Regions from separate parts of the Sus scrofa genome. Here region 2 is linked to region 1. Evidence: chromatin contacts called from public Hi-C data. All regions are on one chromosome and are shown on one strand. The core of a region is the stretch at or near the end of the contact, and the rest is flanking DNA. Distances in the headings are between cores, read along the strand shown. Region 1 overlaps LOC102167422 (a long non-coding RNA gene). Region 2 overlaps LOC102162974 (a long non-coding RNA gene).

Region 1 (3,551 bases), core at 220-2,719:
GCAGGGCTGGAGGAGATGGCCGAGAGCAGGAAGTCCTTGAAATCAATTGGCTCTATGAAAACAAAGGGGTCCAAGTCATCCTTCATTTGCTCTAACTATAATCCATTGGACTTGCATGCTGTGCTCTGTCTATCAAATCAAACCTTCCCCAAGGAAAACCTGATTCTTTTAGGCCCAGTCTGTGCTCTGACAGCACAAGCCACATGGCCTACTTCAATAAGTCCCCATTACTGCCGACTGCACTGCTTTCGGAGCCAAATCCCAAGGGCTCCCAAGATGGATCATTCAATCTTCTGAGTAATCAATCCCAAGAGCCTGCCGATCTGACCCTGCTCAGCTGAGCTGAGGAGTGGCCTGCCTCGTGGCCATGGCGGCCTTGGACTTGGGGAAGCGGCAGCAACACATATTCTCCAATTTCCAAAGCCTCTCCACAGATATTTGGAAAGGGCAGCAGGAAGGTGTGAAAAACAGAAGCAGGGGCTGGGGGAGGGGACTGGGAGATTCGATCCTAAACAGGTTTCACTTAAAAAAGGAAAATGGTTATATGACTCTTTGCAAAAACCTCACGCTCCACAGTGCCCTTTGGGGAAACTTGAACCTCCCAAATATGTTGTCAGACACTGAACCCACACCCAGAGTGTTAAGTAACACTGGCTCTTGGACAGAAAAGTGTCACCATTCCCTCCTCCTGGCTGGTGTCTTTAAATAGCTCCTCTTATTTACGGGTGTACATAGTGTTAATGTCCTTCAGTTGCTCTATTTTCAAGGATGGAAAAGCAGTTGCTAAGCATTTCTAAATGACAGCCCCAGGGTTCATTAAAAATATGGCAAACATTTGCTAAGCTCATTAAGTGCAATTTTTGTGTGTGTGTATCAGATTCCTCCTCTGCATGTTCTGCGTGACCAAACATCTATTAACCCTAATCCCATTGATGAGTCTGATACATTCAAACCGGCAATTAGACAAAACAAAAGGGATATTTATGGAGAGACTCCTAAATGGGCTTTCATATTGGTCTAAGCTGTTTCAAAACGACAGTTTAATTCCCCTCTGTTAATCCCTTGCTTCCAGAGCACTCCCTTTGTTTGATTATAGGCTGTCAGATTCAGGGATTCTGATTGAATCAAAATTTGAGGCAAACTAGAAACACATAATAATTATGCCATTTAAGCCCTGTTGCCTACTGTATAAGCAAACCAAGTGCTCTACAGATGAAGACTCCTTAAGCACAAAAGATTTCCAAATGTGCTGCTTGTACAATTAGATACCATAGAATCTGAATTAGGTGGTCATTGCCTCTGATCCTTTCGAAAATCCTCCATTTGATGAATTTGGTGGTAAAATACCGTGCATTAAATCTGTTGACTAGGCAAAAATATTTTAGGAAGAGCTCCCTCTGCTCTTCCTCCCCTCCACCCCATCGCCTCCCTCCTCAACCACAGCTGTGGACTTGTCTGACCCACAGTGGTTAATCTGAGCACCAGCTCTTATTTGGCCATTCCAGCTTTCCATTAACTCAGGGCCACGGGGGTGTTATTATTAGAGGCGGAAAGGATTCTGCATCACTTACATGGTGTAAAGCTGGACAAATAAACAAGTACTGACTATGGATGTCTCCCAATCACACTGGGCCTCAATTTTTGAATGTGCTCTTTCAAATAGCAAAATGACCCTTCTCTAGCTTGTAAAACCTCTCTTTGTTTTCCCTCAAAGAGAAGGAAACTCACCCAGAGGAGAGGACTTTTGACAGAGTTCCCCAGCAGTAACATCATTTTCAAGTGGCTCTTGACCAGCTGAGCTTTTTCAAAGTGTAACTTTTATAGCCACAAAGGATCATGTCTTATTTGGGTTCATTAAATTTCCTCTTACTTTGCAAAGGGCTGACCAAGCTCGCAGCTGCCGAGAGAGAGAAGCCAGCCCTTCATCATTCTTCAAGTTGATTCAGCACTGGTCAGGGCTCTATTTGAAAGCCCTACCCAGATTTAGACCTCATAATTTAGTCTCTGTTGGAAATGGGAAAAAGAAGAAGAAGAAGAATATCCTTGTTCTAGTAAGAACTAGATCTCCTTTGGCTACCGGTGAAAGTTGGGGTAGAGCCAGTGTTGGCAATGAGACACAAGCTGACTTATGGAAGTGTCGCCTGAGTGAGGTCAGGTGCTGAGGCTTACAGTGAGAAACTATCATGGAGCAAAGAGAAAATGAAAATGAATTTAACAAGAGTCAGACCGTTAACGCAGAAACCTCCTCACCTCCTTCTGCTCTCTCTCCTAGGAACTACATTTCCCAGCATTATCCACCTCTAAGATTTTGGGTTAGATGCTTCCAAGGAAAGCTTCCCACTTATCATTTGGAAAGCAAAGAGAAGCCTCTTCTCTCCAGAAGCTACTGTGGCCTCGGTAACTTGACGTCTCAGTGTCCTATCAAAAAATCACTGCAAGGTTGCCACAGCTTCCTACACTTTCAGATTTCTTGAGCACCAGCCATTCCCTCCAAGCCTAAGCTCCCAGACTTTCTCATGGAGATGCAAGCCTCTAATTCCTGTGTTAAGATACTTCCTACTTCAATTACTGGCTGGACCCTGACTGATACAGGTAATAGATGCCTGGAGCTAGGAAAGAGAGCTGGGCTGACTGAGGCCAGATCACTTTGAAGAATGGGATCTGAAGCTCAGTGTGGAGAACCTTCTACTTCATTCACGTGTGCAAGCATCTTTTCAACAAATCTTCATGGAACACCTACAAAATCCTAACCCCTCTGGCAGAAACCAGTGCTAAAGAGATAAGCTCCCTAACCCATAGATCTTACAGTAAAACAATAAAATGCTTCCTTTAGCATTTCTGCTAAAGGAAATGACGGGGGCAAAGAGCTACAGCTGCCATTTGCAAAGATACTAACAAGCAGAGAATAACAGGAATGTAATTAAGGAAAAAAAAATTAGTCGTGAACCAATGAGATTTAAATTGTAATCTCAGCTGTTTCATTTCCTAACCATGTGGCCTCAAAGCAGTCAAATGAGTTTACTCTCTGAGTGTCTGCTTCCCTGGTCTTATCTTACAGGATGGTTATGAAATTAGAGACAATGCACAGCAACTAAAACACAATAGCCACTCAGTAAATGGTATTTGAAACCCCACCACCACCACTAAACCCACTAAATGCTAAATTTCCTAAAAGCAGCTGTTTTACTGTCTTGATGTCCCAAGGATTTACCTAGCACAGTGACTTAGGTTTAAAAGATGTTCATGTATCAACTCATGAATGAATGATAGGATAAGTGAATATATGTATAAACTGTGTGGTACATAATGCATACTTGGTAATTGAACTATCTGTATTATAATTAAATACAATTAATATACTGTAGATAATGTACTAAGCTCAGTGGGAACAATAGGGAAGGAAGTCTTGGGGGAGGGAGAGTAGGAAGGGAGCATTTTCACTGAGATTTGAAGGATGCAAAGCAATAGGTCCTACCCCTTTTGGACATGAGGACACATCCATACAACCAGCTAAAAAGAGTTCCCTGGTGCCCCCTGCCTAGGCATTGGCT
Region 2 (3,208 bases), core at 514-3,013, 110 kb before region 1:
GAGTTAGCCAGGTGGGGAAGGAGAAAAAGAGGATGGCACTCCTGCAGTTTTAAATAGGGCTGAGCCAAAGAAATATGATTTAGGGAAGAGCATGATCTTATTTATACTCCTCGGATGGGGTGGTCTGGGGAGACATTGGCTAAGACTCATGGCTTCTTTCATTATACCCCATTGCTCTATTAAATTCTATTCCCTGCACCTTCAGAGCAAATCACTCCACATAACACTGTCCGCTTTCTTTGATCTGTGTGACTGAAAGGATGAACCTTAGGCGCCCCTCCCCCACCAACCCCGCCAGAGCCCAAGGCACAATCAATTTCAATATGCAGGGGAAATAGACCACACAGGATCTATGGCCTCCCAACAGGGACCTGACATATTAACTGTTGTAATGCCTCTAATTCAGTCTATTTACTTTGGGAGAGGCCTGTCTCTCCTGCTCATCATTTTAACCCGTACATCAGCTGTGTCATGACTATTTAGAGTGATGGGGGTGATGCTCAGGGCATAGTCATGAGGAGCCTGATGAGGGAACAGCTCCAGCGAGCCCACGTAGCTGCAGGGTAATGATGACTAATTCCCTTCACGTCCCTCACCCCTGCCTTGAAATCTTCTCTTGCCTTTTAAATTGACGTCTGTCGGAGGGAATGACTCCGGCAGTGTCACTGCTTGATGCATTGGCCCGGAGGAGGCACTCCTTCTTGTCACGAAGGGAGACATGCGAGAGGAGCAAAGAACAGCAGAGGAGGGGAGATGGGGGCCCTCCGGGAAGATGAAAAATGAGCAAGGAGAGAAGGGGAAACCTCTTCAACCAAATGCCACTATTTTGATTTGAACACTTTCACAGCTTCTGTGACATAGAAGCAGACTATTGAGATGATCTCACCACATGTATGTCACAGCCCTAAACGGCTCAAGTTGGTGTATTTTTCAGAAAGTATCTCCAGGAGAAGCAGGTCAATAGGAGCTACTTTGCGGCAGGTGATTCCATATAGCAACCATTCTCTTTAAACTGCTTAGAGCCCACAACAGGATTTTGATCTTTGATGCATTCTTAATAGCTACAGTGAAAGGAAATCTTTCCAATCAATATACCTCTAGATCACCAATGTTGAGCTGATGGTGATGTGGTTAATTGTCTTAGATGACAAATGAATGGCATGCTTGAGGTCACACTTGAAAATGGAAAGAAAAGAAAACCATATTAAAAAAAAATGCTTCTTTTACTTTAAGCTGTGTCTCAAATATTCTCTTTTATTAGAGAAAGTTTTTTTTTCCCTTTTATTTTTCTTTAAACTATGAATACATTAGGTTTTAAAAACAAGCAGATTCAAGCTCCAGTTTGGCAGAATCTTCTGTCCTCAGGTAACAGGGTAAAATGTCATTAATTAATTTCACTTATCTAAGAATGTTTATGTCCTCCTTTGAAAATTAATGGTCAAACACTATGATTTTCTTATTACATGAACAAATCTCTGGGATTAAAAAAAAAAAAAAAAAGATTCCATTAATGTTGATCCAAGAACCCACTAAAGAAAGCCATGGTTGAGAGAGCTGCTTAATGTCTGGGTGATCCTTTTTTTCTCACCTCTCATCTTGGAAAAGGTTCTGGCTCAAAACTGACTCCCCAGAAACCAGAAAAGGCCTGAGGGAGTCTGGCCCAACTCCCAGGCATTTTGTTTGGGCAACTCTCAGGAGGCCAGGGTGTTCCTGAGGATAACCCAGGCAGCTCACTGCTGGCCAGGATGAGTTCTGAAATCGTGATCTGGACTCTTGCCTGTCAGTCCTGGAGAAAACCCAAAGCCACAGATCTGCTTTAGAATGAGTCTGATCTTCCGCCAGCAGAGACAGCTGAGGTCAAGGGCAGGCTTTTCGAGGCCTTTTTGTCCTCAGAGGCACTGCCTGCTCTCCTTTAGCCCAGGCAGACCTTGGCCAGAGGCAGGAAGGTGTAGATAATCCACGTGCTGCCACCGCCTGACCTTCTTAGGTGGAGGGCTGAGTTCAGGTCCCTTGGCTTCTGGCTCTAGCATACCCAAGAGAGTGAATAATGACAATAATGATTACCATTTACTGAACTGCTTCTCTGCCAGGCACTGGGCTAGCTTAATTACAAACAACAGTGCAGGTAAAATTATTTTACCTTTGTTGTGGGTTTTGCCTGTGTTGACTGTAAACTCTTTAAGGACAGAGTGGGTTTGGTTTTTGGTTTTTCGATACTCATTTCTCTCCTCTAAGTGTCTCGTAGTAGCAGGTGCCCCGTAAAGATTAATAAGTTCGAGTGGGTCACAAAGATATCCAAGTTCACACAGCTGACAAACAGGAGAGTCAAAATGCAAACCCAAGTCATGGAAATGCAAAGTGGGAACTATCCACCCTGTACCACATCCCTATCCCACCTCTGCCCTTTGTGGGGTTCAACAGGCCACCCTGACTTGGGTGCACAGTCCCTGAAGAAGTAAAGACCTCCAGCAAAGTGGCAAGGAGTCAGCTCACAAAGATAACAGCAATTCTGAAAATATTAGTACTCTCGCTGCACCCAGAATGGAGCCAAAGGATTGGAATTTGTCCAAATATTGAAATTCTTCTTTCTATAAACATAGAACATCTGAGTAGAATGGGGAAGTTGTTAGCCAGCAAAGATATTCTTTTTGGAGTTTTGGTTTTCTCTTGAGCAGGAAAACTCAAATGGATTATTATTAACATATTGATTAACTTATTTCTTACTCCTTCAATAAAATGATTAGAAATAGGATTGAGTCATATCTTTAAGTCCCTAATCATAATGATGATGAGAATATATTTTTAGTCTTTCTAATTTACAAATTACTTCCACATAAAATTTAATTTTTAGTATTACAATAAGCAGGGAGTGTATTAATATCCCTATTATATGGGTAGGAAAACCAAAGTCCAGAGAGAGAGACTGCATGATTCATCTGAAGTTACAAGGTTAATCAAAACGTAGAAGGCCCAAATTCAGATTCTGACCCCACCACATGATTCTGGCTGTTAACGATTACCTCGATCGTCCATGCAGAAATCAGGACCTACCATTTCGTCATTCTAACAAAGGCATCTCAATTATAGCCTAAGATTTTCAGACTTATTGATAGAAGATACTAGTTTCACAAGGGCTATTGATTTTTCAAGACATCTTACAGGTAGCTTGCCATTCTTTAGCATTTGTAAGACTGAAAATTTAATTACT

Evidence for each region. A called contact is a pair of places that touch in the nucleus more often than the background predicts.
Region 2: a contact with region 1 is called in a Hi-C map of skeletal muscle, with 13 times the contacts expected there. The contact joins two enhancer-like sites. A contact is called at or near these places in 5 of 47 Hi-C or Micro-C datasets (heart right ventricle, psoas muscle and skeletal muscle) and 1 of 2 datasets of contacts at active chromatin or transcription factors (skeletal muscle).

What each region holds. Positions count from the first base shown.
Region 1 is chr1:232,735,464-232,739,014 of Sscrofa11.1, reverse strand. The region is part of intron 2 of LOC102167422 (a long non-coding RNA gene); the gene reads right to left. Among named protein-coding and RNA genes, the nearest start is that of NPAP1, 340 kb to the left of the region's middle. Within about 2 kb of position 1,469, at least 5 of the 83 cell types and tissues checked have an H3K27ac peak or open chromatin away from gene starts, as enhancers often do. A contact at or near this core is called in skeletal muscle, where this site is marked.
Region 2 is chr1:232,842,931-232,846,138 of Sscrofa11.1, reverse strand. All of the region lies in intron 1 of LOC102162974 (a long non-coding RNA gene), which reads right to left. Among named protein-coding and RNA genes, the nearest start is that of NPAP1, 240 kb to the left of the region's middle. Within about 2 kb of position 1,763, at least 10 of the 83 cell types and tissues checked have an H3K27ac peak or open chromatin away from gene starts, as enhancers often do. A contact at or near this core is called in skeletal muscle, where this site is marked.